Linked DNA regions of Rattus norvegicus: region 2 is linked to region 1. Evidence: chromatin contacts called from public Hi-C data. All regions are on one chromosome and are shown on one strand. Each heading gives the region's core, a stretch centred on a gene start, on an enhancer-like site or on the middle of the called end of the contact. The rest is flanking DNA. Distances are from core to core; before and after follow the strand shown.

Region 1 (7,587 bases), core at 3,810-6,309:
GATGCAACAGCTAGGGAGGCCCCAGCCACAGGCAGCTTAGGAGAAGTGTGCTGCAGATGGAAGGTGTTCCGGGAATCCAAGGACGGGGGCGCCGGGGACAAGCACAGCTTGCTCCCACCCCCAAACCAGCCGCCTCCTAAACTTCCCTGTCTGGACTCTTGGAGCAGCCCTCACTGTGGCCAGCCGGCATGCAGGGTAGTCCTCCAGCCACCCTTGGGAGCCCAAGTTCTTTTCCAAGACCCCCTACTTGTCCCTTTGCCTGCTCCAAGGCCTCCACTCCAGGCTGGTATTTGCTCCTCTGTGGCTGTGCAGGGGACCTCCCCCCAACCTCCTCTCCTACCACACAGCACCATGTCAGTAAATAGCTAACTCGGACCTGGAGAGTTAGATCAGGAGAGTAGAGAGGAGGGCAGGGCAAGGTAGACAAGAGGCTTGGCCAACCCAACACAGAAGGGTGGGGCTCCTGGCCCCAAGACTGGGTCTGTTCCAGACGGCCCTCTTCCAATTACCTCCATGTGATCCGAAGAACAAACAGCTGGGCCAGGGCCCTGCAAAGAGAGACAAAGACAGTTGCTTTAGTCTGGAGCCCATAGCTAAGAGCCAGAAACATGTAGCAAGATGACTTGGGACCTCCATACAGGGCAGCTGCCTCGACAGGCCACACAGAAGTGGCAACTGTGGGCTGCAGGACGGGCCATGCCAAGACCCTCAACACCAGAGCCAGTCCTGCCTCACGGGCAGCTCAGGAATGCAGCAAGCAGAGATGAACAAGGAGCCCTAGTCCAAGGACAGGCAAACAGGAAGGAACGTACCAGGCATGCAAGCTAGACCCAGGAGTCAACAGGCTGAGGCTTAGCGTCACCCACGGCGTCCACCAGCCTGACCGAGGGCCTGCTGGGCCCAGGCGGAGGGGCCTTCCTGCCAAGGTCCGGCTGCAGTGCATGGTAGGTGGGCAGATAGGAGTTAGAAGCAGAAAAAAAAAAGCAGGTTAACTGCAGTGAAGGGTAGGCTAGGCTGGTTTAGGCTGGTTGGCGTGTACAAGGAGGCCAAGCTCTGGGATTGGTTATGGTTCACAATAGTATGGGGTGGCACAACACAGATAAACCCAGAGGCTGGTACATGAAGCCAGGATACTGGCACACAGGTGGCATATGCTGCCTTTTCCAGGGGACCACAGTAGACAGGCTGCCCATACACATGTAAGAGAAGGGCACAAATGTGTTTGCTCACCCTCTGGGCCTATGCAGCCTGTAGCCAGGCAGAGCCGCCCCTGTCCACTCCTTTGCGGCAGGTGCAGGCACCAGACCCCTCAGCTGAAGTCTGATTGATGTGTGTATGAGTTACTTCCTGGGCCCTGCAACTGAGTGCCACTCCAGCCGTGTCCCCAAATCCTCGTCATACTCAGTACTACCTGGCTATCCTCTTGACAAGCCCTAGACGTCAAGCCTCCCTGGGTACTTGCTTCTTGTCACTCACTTTCAGTAGTTCCTTCTCAGAGGAGTCGCCTATGGAGTCGCTGCCCAGTGTCCTCCTCTCCCTCCGGTCAACTGTGCTGTAGCCATCTGTAGGGTAGAGCAGAGCACGGAGTAAGTGGAATTCGGGGGAAGTCACCGTGAGGATAGGTGATCTTCCTTCAGCCCTGGGACAGGGGACTTCAGGTCTAAGTGCCAGCTCCAACCAGTCCTGAAGCCTCCAAACCGACCACCTATCTCTTCTCCAGCTGACATTTTATCATAGCAAGGCCTTCTCAGCATCGCCCAGGATCACACCATGAAACCAGGTGGTCCTCCCCGGTCCTCTTGCCCGAGGTCGCACCTACATATCAGCACTCACCTGGACCAAGGGTATCCATGGGGATCACATCCCGAGTAGTTGACTTCTCCCCATCTGCAAGGCATGAGCAGGTATCTGTGAGCAGTGAGCAGGCATGGGGAGGGCAGGGCAGACAAGCTCGCCTTAGGACAGTGCTCGGTGTCCTGTCAGGAGTCTGTCCTGTCTCCTTACCCCACCTATCTTGTGCACTGGCAGACGGGAGCTACTCTTAAGCCTCAGGGTAAGTTTCATGTCCCTCTCCCCTGTTGTGCTCACCAAGGTTCTTGTCTACCAGTGGCAGTGTGCTGTCATCAAAGCCTCCAGAATTTGGTGTCCCTTTGGGTCCTTTGGCAGTGCTAGCAGACTAAGAAGGCACAAAACACAAAGAAGAGGTGAGGCCCAAGACACTCCTGCTCAGAGTCAGACATAGCAAAGTGAGAGATAAGGCGGGGCAGCTGTACCTGGAAGTGTGCTTTCGTCCAGCCGTCCCTCTGTAGGGCTCCACGCAGCTCCTTGTAGCTCCACACAGTCTGTAGCACGTGTGATGCTGCCTTGGCCTCCCGCACTGACTGGCTACAGCAGCAGCAGCCAGGGCTGGGGTCAGTGGCCTAGCGCATCCAGTCTCCCTCCATCCCCAAACCACCCAGCCCTCAGCAGGCCCTGCCCTCACCCACCTGGAGGCCACAAGTGCCACCAGTGCAGGCACACCACGGGCCTGCAGGAGGGAGCGAGCATTGTCCAGGCTGTCGGACACAATCTCATGGATGGTGTTGAGCACAGCTACCACTGTATCCTCCTCCAGGTGGGCACTGGGGTGGGCAGGAGCCTGTGCGTTGCGAACATTCCGAACCAGCTCTGTCATGGCGTAGCTCCCTAAGAAGCAGGGTCAGACGTCAGGACATACCTCTGCCCGACCCCTGTGGGAAGGACTGGCATTCAGATAATGGATATCACCAGCCACAACCTCTGCTGAGTCCCAGGGGCTGGGAAAAGAAGACCTCAGCTCCTACAGCTTAGCAGCTGGGAGGGATCTGGTCCCCTGAACTCTCTCCTCCCACAACCTGTTCCCAGTGCCCACCCCTTGGCTCAATCCCATCGGCATCCTCACCGATGAGGTCTTTGTTCCGCTGGTCTAGTGACAGGTTGCGCAGTGCGATGGCCACAGCACGCACCACCTTGTCGGTCTCAGACTGTAGCAGTTCCACCAGCACTGGCAGCCCACGTTCCTTGCGCACTGTGGCACGGATATACGTGGCCCACTGTGAGGGTAGCAGAGATGGCGACTGCTCAGAGCGGGGCTGCCTTGCACAGCACCTACAGCCAACCGCGCTGATGACAACACAATGCTCAGCGCCTCCCGGCCCTGAGGATATGCTGTGTGCTCTTCTCCCTCTTGCCCAGGTGGATGTGAGGGCTTGAGGCGGAACCACCGGGGTACCTGGACTCCCTCCGCCCAGGTCTCACCCTCCCCGCCAACCTGGCTCCTCACCATCCAGTTGCCAGCACTGAGGTTCTGCAGGGCACCCGCTGCAGCTTCTAGGGTGTTGAAGTTCCGGCTCTCCGTAAGGAGTGACAGGTAAAGTCGCACCACCTCCGGCTGGTACAGCAGCTCGAAGCCTAGATACAGGGCAATGGCAGCCCAGAGTCATGGTGAAAGTCCTTGCCCCACCTCCAGACCCTTCTTATTCATTGTTCTGGAGCAAGGTAGAGCTCCCTGGGACTGACACTGAAGTCATGTTTAACATCAATTAATGTCCCCATTCAGACAGACAAACGTATGGTGAGCCAGGAGGCAAAGCAGGAAGATGAGGGTCTCCCTTAACCCTGCCTGTGGAGATGGGATTGGGATCACCTGAACGCATGTCCAGGAGAAAGGTAGAGTGAGATGGACACTAGGCTACTAGCAACAGAACACACCTTCCCTGGATGTGACCTGGGCAGCACCCCTAGAAACATGGTTTACCTACCCCATTCAGACCACCCCACCCTCATGAGTAAGTAACAAGACTGTAGCCGATGTCCACTTCCAGCTCCCCAGTGACTGAGGCCCAGCCCCGCAGCAAAGATGGTGCCCAGCACAAGGCCTCATGGGTAAGAGCTAATGTGCCTTCAGCCTGCCCCAGTTAGGGGTATCTGGGTTCTTCTAGTAGTCCTGGGCCAGGCTGGGCCCCAGTAGGGCATTCTCTCACTAAGGCTAGTCTACGATGCCTTGCACAATGTCAGTGGATACTGGAAACCCAGCAGAGTTAACAGACAGCAGGGGTGACCCACCCTGGGCTGCAGGTGTCCATTCTCACACCCTGGCCCCTGGGTCATGGCCCTTTGAAGTAGCACGGCTTGGTAACACAGTATCTCTAACCCATGTACCTCTCTCTCACTTGCTGTGCGACCATGAAAGAGCTTACCTGAAACAACCTGTACACCGACTAAACCTGGGAGTTGCCAAGCCTGGGCCGTTCTCTAGGAAGCCCCATTGATGGATCAGTCTCTTTGGATACCTGACCCTCCAACCCCAGGCCTTCCTGGTCTACTCAATGGCCAGCACTGGGCCTGCCCCCCCAGCTCTGCTTCTATCCACTCACCTTTCGCAGCTTCAGTACGTTTGGGCAGGTCCAATGTGTCAAAGTTCCGGTCGGCCTCTGCATCCTTCTTCCCTGGAACGGAAGGGTGGCACATTGAGAAGCAGAGTCCACGACAGACAAGTGTGTACCAAGAGTCAGGTACAGTCCTCTCCTGCTCAGAGCCCAAAGGGGACACTAAGACACCACGACAGAGATGTACCGTCCCGCAGAGGAGTCAGGCTGGCTCAGGACAGGGGTGGCAGTGGAGCAGAGGTACAGCCTAACCATGTCCCGAGTACCTAAGCCTCCCTCTCATCAGGGACAGTAATGCAGCATGCCAGAAACAGTGCAACAAGGCTGGGCCTAAAATTTACATCCAAGGGGAAAACTTCCCCTTGGGGACCAATCGTGGACCAACCTACAGCAGCCAGTTTGTACTTGCAGGCCCTTCTTCAGCTGAGGAAGCTCTAGCAGGCAGCAAACCATTGCAGATGACCTGGTGCTCCTGCCCTGCTTACCCTGTGTACTTCTGTGCTGCACATCACCCATTTCATCAGAGGGGCAGATGGTCCCTGTGCTGGCCACTCTCTAGGCCCTGCCCACTGTTTGCTCTGTCCCAGGGCTGGCTTGGTAGCTTGTTCTGACTTTGTAAGCAGCAGCCCCTGGGCCTCCCCACCAGCCCAGGGCTACATTCCAGCCTCTGTCACAGCTATGCAGTTGTCATGGAGATGGCTGCCCTTCCAGGGGACGGGGGTGGGGCAGGGCCTGAAGGCTGGAAGGCATCCCAGCTGTCCCATAGTTGTCATGGAAATAACTGCCTGAGCCTAGGTAACAGAGTTACTCTGCTGCCCACTGCACTTGCCAGACCTGGACAGCACTTGCCAGACCTGGACAGCACTTGCCAGACCTGGACAGCAGAACAGGGACTCACCTTGATGGAACCACTCCTCTGGGCGGCCGGAAGAAGCACAGGAGAGAGGAGATGAGCCTGAGCAGCAGCAGCACCCTCCCATGACTCCTACTCCCACCCATGCGAGGGCCAAGCTGGCAGACTGTCAACCTCACTCGGGAACTCTGGGGACTCAGTACCCATAAGGCACAGGGAAGACTTATGGTCAGGACAAGAGAATGCAGCGCACCTGTCCCACTGCTGCAGCTGGGGGATGCAGGTACCTGAACCTGTACCCTGCAAGTGCTGAGGGTACCTGGCCAGGTGAAGGAAAGGGCTGTGCTTTCCAGTCTGCTCTGTGGCAGTCAGGTGGTGTCATTTGTGGGCCCTCGGAATCCTTCCCCAGAGTAGACAGATGTGACTAGCATCCATGGCCCACAGGAAAGGGCTAAGGCTAGGCCTTGAGTCTGCACCTTTCCCACTTGCTGTATGCCCACGGGGACTGACTTCAGCACTCCAGGACCACTGCCATGGACATAGAGAGCCCTGAGCCCTGGAAGTGGTGGGAAAGACACACATCTCAGCCTCACCCACCCACCTTTCGCTTTCTTGCCACCAAAGCAGCTGGCGTCATCCTTCCTCCGACGCTGGGAGGTTGCAGCACTGCCCGGGATCCCAGGCTCCACCTCCTGGTACCTGTCAGCCCCTGGAACTTCCTTGTGCACGTGGTAGGACAGGTTCCGCATGATGCACACACAGTTCTCTACTGACTGTGGGAAGAGGTGGCCTGGTTGAGCAGCAACACTGGACAAGGGGGCTGCTGAGCTTCCCAGACCCTTGTGTAAAGCTGTGGCTTTAACACCATCAGCACTGTCAGCCTCAGTGGGGAGAACTGCTAGGAGGGGCCCTGAGCCATATGAGGGACCGTGTGTTCTAGAAAGTTATGACGTCTCATCTGTGCTATTCTGGGGTGCTCCCTGTGACCCTTGGGCTCTGAGAACTTGGAGGGCAGGCTGGTCCCCATCTGCCTCACCCACCTTATTATCTGTGTCTTTCCTGCCCACAGCTGACTGCAGGGCATGTAAGAGAGCGTCCACCAGCCCTTCGCACTCACGAAGTCGCCGCCGGGCCTCTGCACCATCTGAGCTCACGTTCCTGGGTGGGAGGGAGCAGGACCACCAGTGACCCCCCTCCCATTTTTGTCCCACTAAATTCCCCAGCCCAACAGGTCAGAGGAATTTTTATCCTATAGCAGGCCCTGCTGGACTGCAGTGAAGGTGATGGTCTGTCCCGGGCAGTGGAGCTTTTAGCCTTGTAACTGTTGGGGAGGAAGCAGCTCCCCCTGCTCCCAGCTGAACCGGAACAGGATGGAGACGGGCCCCAAGAGGCCAGAATCTATGATACAATGGTACAAAACTGACGGACAGGCAGGATCTCAGGGATACAGGGTGGATATCCCTGTATCCCTGTATCCACAAGGTGTGTGTGGGTATGAACAGAGCTCCACTGGAAATCCCAGAGACTTGGGAAGTGGCTCGAGAACTCCTTAACTTTGGACAAACTGGGACAGAAACATGGCAGCTCCTGCCATCCTGCAGATATGGCCTATGCCCCGCCCCTGCCCACACCTCAGGCAGCCTGATGTGTTCTTAAAGACTGTCGTCCACTCGGCATCCCGGGGCTTCGAGTCTTCATTAGGCTCTCGCTCCCAGCCAGAATGGGGCACGATGACCTCATGGGTCAGAGTCTGTAAGCCGTGGTCAATGATGACCATCTTCAGGGGCTCGTAGGATGACAGGTTCCAGAGTGTGCCTGTAATGTGCCTCTAGTCAATAATGTTGGCCATGACCCACTGCCTCGGCCTCCCCAGGGATGACACTTAGGATCTGCTTCTGCTTAACGTCCTTGTCTTCCAGCCAGCACTCGAAGCTAGCATAATTGCTGCTGTTTTTGTGAGGGGTAGGGGTGAGGTCGGGGTTGGGAAGTTGTCCCAAAGATGGCACCTTTGCACATGTTAGGCAAGCAGTTCCACTGAGTGACACTCCGTTCACATAAGGAGCACTGAAAGCTGTAAGAGGTTCTGGACCCCATACAGCAAGGTGTATAGGCAGCACTTAGTAGGAGCTTTCCGCTAACAAGGAAAAGTTATAGGAGAGGTGTGACCAGTGATAGTTTATCCCATCCATTCCCTGCTACTCGAGTAGATGGACTGGCACATGCTCCTGAGACCACAGGACCATGGAGAGACCGTCCTGTGGCTCCCAAGTTCTCCAAGGCACAAGCTCTACCCCGGCATTTGCACAGGTTAGGAACCAGGGAGGCAGG
Region 2 (6,602 bases), core at 2,179-4,678, 110 kb after region 1:
TCTAAAATTTTGTTAATACCCTGACCTTGAATATCTTGATTCTGAAAGTTTAAAAAAATTCTCAGATTGTTTTTGTTGCTGTCTTTGTGACAAGGTTTCTCTGTGTATCCCTGGCTGTCCTGGACTAAATTTGAAGACCAGGCTGGTCTCGAAATCAGAGATCCACCTGCCTCTGCCTCCTGAGTGCCGTGAATAAAGGTGTGGGCTTCCACCACTGCCCACTTCATTTTCTCGCTTTCTTTTTCACTGATTTATTTTTATTTATTTATTTGAGACAGGGTCTCATGTAGCTTTGGCTGGCCTCAGACTCACAGAGATGAGGCTGCCACAATGCTTGGCTTATTTTTTCTCTTAAATGAATTTAAATTCCACTTAAAGCTGACTGATCACTTATTATCCTTAGTTTTATTGCTTGGACTTCTAGATTACCATGCAGGGAAAAAAATCAGCAGTAACGAATGGTCCTCACTGGAGGAAATATAAAGCCAAGGTATCTTTAGCTAGAGTTCTTCCTATTTACAAATGCTTGTAATTTGCATTCTTTTTTTTCCCCCAGTTACCTTGGAGTTTATTTAAACCAAAGAAAGGTCATGTTTTCATGCAATACATAGTTGGTTCTTTAAATAAGAACTGTGACAAACAGCAGAAAGAATTAAGAGAATGCTGCACTTGTGATCCATACAAAACATCAACGTCTTGGGTTATACATTAATTAAAGAAACATCTCACTTTTTGAAATACTGTAATAGCCAATATGCAATTTAGAAAAGAAAAAAAAATCACACAGGAACTAGTCAATTTCTTTAAAATCACTGAGCAAGAAAAGCCAACACCGAACTTCCATACTGATTTTATGCAGCTTCTATACAGTACCTTGACTTAAATCCAAGAGCAAAGTTAAGACTCCCCACCTCTACTTTTGGTAAATATTGTATGGTAAACTTAGATGACTTTTCCTCTGGGTTTTACCTGGGAATGGCCTCTTTAATATTTAAAAGAGGACAGGTTTGGCACTTTTATACTGATGTTACCAATGTTCATATTTCTTGAGATGGCAGTAAGATTCATATTCTTTATAGCTGATACGCACGAGATGGAGCTCCCACTCAGCCAGCCTAAGAGTTCTCCAGTTTATTTTGTGCATCAACTTGTGTGACGATCTCATTCATGTTGGTCTCCTATTCCCACATCACCATTTCTGCAAGAATATTATGAACCTTGTCTACATGGAATATTAAATCCAGTTCACAGACACTTTCAAAACATTTGTCTAATGTTTCCACAAATACATAGGGCTGGTGGAACTTGGAGAGCCTCAGCTTTCCGTGGTTGTTGAAGATGAGGCTGGGCCTGGCCAACAGGGTGGGCGCACGCGCTCACCAATTTGCACTATCCTAATTGTCAAACAGAAAATCAACGGTGGGGGGCTAGGGAAATGGTTTAGCTCATCTTACAGAGGGCCCAGTTTCTGTTCCCAGTACTCACATGGTGGCTTGTAAACACTAATTCCAGTTCTAGGGGATTCAATTTCCTCTTCTGACCTCTGTAGGCATCCAGTGCACACTCATACTTGTGGGCAAACACTCATACCCATACATCTAAAACCTAAGAACAGTAAGGCTTACTGGAGTTCCAAATATAGCTTCCTCCTTCCTTGGATCCATTTCCCACTCCTGAAATCTAAAGCCTGTCTATGCTTGCCGGGAATCCGGGTCTCCATTAGGTGCTGACTCCAGCATTCATTCCCATGTTAGTTCTTCTCAGTGTGTATTGGGCTTTTCCTAAAGGTTTGAAGGTACTCAGGACTCTGGTGGTTGTCAGGTCCAAAAGAAGCTCAGGATAAAGGGCTGTGGTTCCTAGCATACCAAAGCACCCACAGGTCTCCAGGCTCTCTTAGTACCTGTAGTTTCTCTCAGCTCTTTTCACCCCCACCCCTAACCTAAATCTCTTCAGCCCATGGCTTCCCTTCTCTCCCCCTAGCTCCTGATTCCTATTAAAAAAAAAAAAAAAAAACAAACCTGCCATTTCTGCCCGGATTCTCTTTGCCCTCTCCTCGGTTGGCATTCCTTCCCTTGAAGGAACAACATCTAGGGTCCCTTCGTGCTTATCTTAAACACACAGATCTCTGTGCCTCCTACAGCTGGTGGCCCTTCTTTCTTTCTTTCTTTTTTTTTGAGCTGGGGACCGAACCCAGGGCCTTACGCTTTCTAGGCAAGCGCTCTACCACTGAGCTAAATCCCCAACCAACTGGTGGCCCTTCTTAAATGGAGTCTTAGGGTTTTTCCATGGTGAAGCTACTGCTTGCCATTTGCAGTAACTAAGAATTTTGGGGAGAAACTTTTTTAAGTTTTAACTTTATTAAAACAGACAGTCTCCCCAACAGTAGGGATATAGCTCAGTGCTTTTAGCATTAACTCAAGTGTGCTTGAGATCTTGAGCTCCCCAACATTTCACCTTTTAGTCCTGTTTTTAGCAGCCACGATTTTTCATGTCCATCAGCAATTACTAAAGTGTTTGGCCAAGAGAAGACAGTTTTCTATAATTTTTTTATTACATTTATTGACTTGAATGAGAACCAAAAGGAGACTTTTCGAGGTTCTGGATATTACTATGGACAGAATTAACATATCTTGGCTCCACCTTAGTCCCGGGTCAATAGCAATGAAGTAGTGGTTTGTGGGCAGGGATTTGGAGGGCTCAGGAACAGACCTGGCTAACTCCATTTTGTTTCTGAGTCCATCTATTTCACTTCCGTCCTAAAGAATTTTCCTAAGTCTTACATACTGATACCTCGGGTGTGTCAGGTCAGTCTTGAACAGCTTAAGTCTCTTAATGGTCTCTGACACAGGTCTGCAAGGCCGATCTAAGGTCCATCCCAGACCATAAGATCCCCAACTAGCCTCTGCTTCTATTCCCTTTTTGACACGGAGGATGCTGTAAGTACAGGGAACTAGTCATTAGACCTTTGTCCTTCCAGGTGTGGCGACACTGCGAGTAAACTCCGGTCCTCAGCATCGCGCATATTGTCCGTTGACTTTCTGGGATGGGTATACCTCCAATTTAGTCCTTGGGACGACCGAAAGTTGGAGCTCGATGGTCCATTCAAAAACTCAAAAGTGCTACAGAGGCCGGCTCACAGATCAGCTCCCAGCGTTCCCCGCACTCCCGCGCTCCCCGGCTCCCAGCAGCCTCTACGCGCCTCTCTCCCGGCGCACCCCGCGGCCGCAACTCAGCCCCACCCGGAGCGACAGCCGTTAGCTGTGCAAGGTTTGCGGCTGGTCCCGCCCACGTGGCCTCCATAGCGCCTTACAATTGGGCCGCGCGCTTCTCGCGCCGCCGATTGGCGGCTTCCTCAGCCCGCTCCCGGCTCCCCCAATACGCGGCGGCCGTGCGCCGGGATTGGTCGCGCTCCGCCAAGGCCCGCCTTCCGCTCGCCCGCGCGGCAGCGGGTCTCAAGAGCCGAGAGCTTGCAAAGGCCTTCGCGGGTTGCGGCGGCGCCGGGGCGGTGAGGGTCGGCCGACTGTGGTCGGGCTGCGGGCGGCTCGGGCAGGTCGCGGGCGCCACAGGTAGGTGCGGGGCGCGATGGGCGCCCCGCAGGCGGCGGGCGCTGCGGCCTGGAGAGGCTGCGCCCTTTCCTTCCTTCCTTCCACCCCCCTTCCCGGGCGAGGCCACAGGCCGGGGCTCGGGGCGGGGCGGGGCGCGGCGCTCTAGGCGGGCTGGGCCACGCGGAGTCTCGGCCTTTGTGCAGTGGGGGCCGGGCCCGGAGCCCAGGCATCACGGACGTAGGGTGCTGTCGGTCTGGTAACGAAGCCCCTTGGGCGGTGGGCCTGAAGCCATCACCTCGCCTTCTGGCGGGAGAGGTGTGGGCAGGGACACCTCACACCCTAAAGTCTGCCTGTTTTGTCTGTTTGGAATAGCCGAGAAACCTCCCAAGTTTCCACCAAATAACCCGTGGATGAAGTGTCAGATAGCTTATCAGAATGTGGTTTTACAGTAACAAAGAACGTTGTAGAAATAAATGGGAAGTGGCAACCTGTTGACAGCGGTACCTGTCAAGTAGTATCATCCAGTGGATTTGGGTTGCTCGTGGTAGGAATTTGATTTGCCATCTTGCATGCTTGCATGTACCTCCTTGCTGGATGCAGAGATGTCCTGTGTAGGGTTGTTGACTCTTGTATGCCAATCACTATTAGGGTGCCCACTGTCTGCTGGCTCAAACTAGACTCCCAGATTTGGAAGTGGCTCAGTTCCCACTGTAAACCATCACTAATTGAAGGGAGTGAAAGGCTGGTCAAGTGAGAGCGGCCTGTCAGTTTAGAATAGGATTTGCCGGGTGACAAAGGAATTGATGAGGTCATACTGCCTTTGGGTTGATCAGGAGGCTGCAGCTGTAGCACTGGCCGTGTAGGAGTTGTTCAGATGGGTTGGGTAACCCTGTGCCAGGGTCCAGGGCAGCCAGCTGTGGGTTTGACTTGCTCACAGTCTAATTGGCAAATCAAGATCCGCATCCATAGGTCCAGTTGGCTGAAGAATAGTGAGGTTGATGGGCAGGAGGGCTACCCTTTGACCTGCATTGCCAGGCATGTTGTGAAGCGGGCAGTTCACAGTTGCTGTCTGAATTTTACTTTCTGAGAAACATGATTTTGACTGGTTTGCCCAGTTTTGGCCTTCTCTTGTCATCATTCCCCTCCCATGTGATCTCTTGTAGTTGGCATATCAGTTTCCTCTGACATCTTCCATGACACTATCTTCAATGCTGCCCTCCCTTCTGATCTCCAACCTCCTGCTTCTAGTTGTCCATTTCATTTTGATACCAAATAGTTTGACCCAAGCTAAGATATAGCCACAGTCCATGCCAGAACCGTCCATATGGCTGTCTAAAGTCACCTTGGTGCTTCTCTTAGGCCTGCATGCATCTCTTAGGAAGCCTTGCCACCTGTTTCCAACAGTAGACCATTGCTAAGAAACTGCAACCTAAAGTCCTTGTCCAAGCTCCCTGTGAGCCCTTTAATTCTTCCTCTGATTTGATCCCCTCTCTTACCCTCTTAGTTTTTCTGGACCCAGAGTGATTCTTTAAATTGTATGATGTTATAAAACTGAGGTAGTATAGACTCAGGCCTGTTTGTTTGGGTGGCAAAGCAGCTGTACCACTTCCTAGCTTTGTAACCTTGAGCAGGTTGTTTAACCTTTCTGTCACAGTGCTTAGTAAGTTGCATAAAATCCTTACAGCAGGGCCTGTGTCTGGGTTGGCTGCCATTGTTACCCATGGATCAGTGATCCCACTGTTTTGACCCCTTCTGTGCAGTATCCTGTTATTCAAGATAAACATGTAAAATCTTAATGCTTGTTGCCCAGGCCTGTCGGTTTCACTCAGCATACTGTCCCTAGCTTGGCCACACCATGGCTCTGCCCCAGGGTCTTTGCTTTTCCTTCGAGTGTCTTCTACCCTCCTTTTACCCTTGTAGCCACCTGGCTCCATCTGTTTCATCTTTAGGTGGATGCTGGCTGTAGAACCTTGTATAATCTTTTGGAAGCTGCTTCCTAGCTTTTTTCCTTGCTTTGTTTTAATAGAATATTTGTCAGCATGTGACATCATAGATACTTTTCTTGTTATTATCCATCTCTCACACTGATATGCTCTGTGGGGGAAGTGTAATTGCTCTGTGGGGCAAGTGTTTTGTCTGCTTTGTGCTTAACACACATAAATGATGTGTGTGCCTTTTGGAAGGAAGGCATTCAGCAAATAGTTGATAAATGAATAAGCTTTCAGAGGGGAGGTAAGAAACGTACCTAGGACTGCCTGTCGCTGAGTTCAAGAGCTAGACAGTTTGCCTGCTTCTGCAAGATGTCTGCTTTCCTTTTCTAGGGCCTCAGGGTCCCCACCTATGATTTTTTAAAAAGCTTCTCCTGCTTTAACACTTATCAATGTCTTCATTTATTGTCTTCATCCTTTATAGTTCCTCACTGGCCCACTGCTTTTAACATGCAGTATGCTTCCCTATCTACCACTCCAACCTCTGTCTACTGAGTGTTCTTACTATTCGCATAGTCTACCTCAGAAACCGCAGGTTTGACTTGCTGAGGTCCCTGCAAGCACCTACCGGGCACTGTTCTGGTCTTACTCGTGGACTGTTAGGATTAAGTATGCTGACCAGTCTGTCCTCTGCAGTGGTCCTTGGTTGCCAGGAGACTTTGGCTCCTTAGTGATTGCTGCTCTTAGTCATTCATAAGCACCTTTGATGGGAACATTTGGAGAGGTATTTTGTTACATTTCTACTGAATTAAAAAACTGTTAGGCCATTGTCAGTTATAGGAAAGAAAGTGATAGTATAGTTTGACCTTCTGCTGTGTGTAGGCCATGGTGTCATTATCTCTTGTTTGTGGTAGCACCTTTCAGAGTAGACTGTGAGTTTTTAAATGGTTTAATTTAACCTAAACAAACCTCTGACTTTTATGTTGTACCTTCAGCAAGGCATAACCACGCCACTCAATCCTTTTACTGTAAGCTGCTTATACAGTTGATGTTTTCTGTCCTCTTTTCCTCTCTGGAGTCTTAAGAATAAGAGTTACTGTAGGTGCAACCAAGCTGTCACCCATGGGCA

The links. Hi-C and Micro-C count contacts between places; a contact is called where the count stands out from the background.
Region 2: a contact with region 1 is called in a Hi-C map of Schwann cells, with 2.5 times the contacts expected there. The contact joins the promoter of Dgcr8 here to the enhancer-like site in region 1. A contact is called at or near these places in 4 of 12 Hi-C or Micro-C datasets (the A7r5 cell line, the Rat2 cell line, Schwann cells and 1 more).

What each region holds. Positions count from the first base shown.
Region 1 is chr11:96,092,647-96,100,233 of GRCr8, forward strand. Arvcf (ARVCF, delta catenin family member) reads right to left here. Exons shown (of 18, transcript NM_001131013.2): 7 at 6,891-7,074; 8 at 6,300-6,417; 9 at 5,861-6,032; 10 at 4,395-4,466; 11 at 3,302-3,429; 12 at 2,921-3,071; 13 at 2,487-2,685; 14 at 2,274-2,385; 15 at 2,089-2,176; 16 at 1,834-1,887; 17 at 1,477-1,562; 18 at 1-548. The coding sequence ends at 390. Among named protein-coding and RNA genes, the nearest start is that of Txnrd2, 24 kb to the left of the region's middle. Within about 2 kb of position 5,060, at least 30 of the 93 cell types and tissues checked have an H3K27ac peak or open chromatin away from gene starts, as enhancers often do. A contact at or near this core is called in Schwann cells, where this site is marked.
Region 2 is chr11:96,205,610-96,212,211 of GRCr8, forward strand. Dgcr8 (DGCR8 microprocessor complex subunit) reads left to right here and starts at 3,429. Exons shown (of 15, transcript NM_001105865.1): 1 at 3,429-3,566. It also overlaps the pseudogene LOC134480935.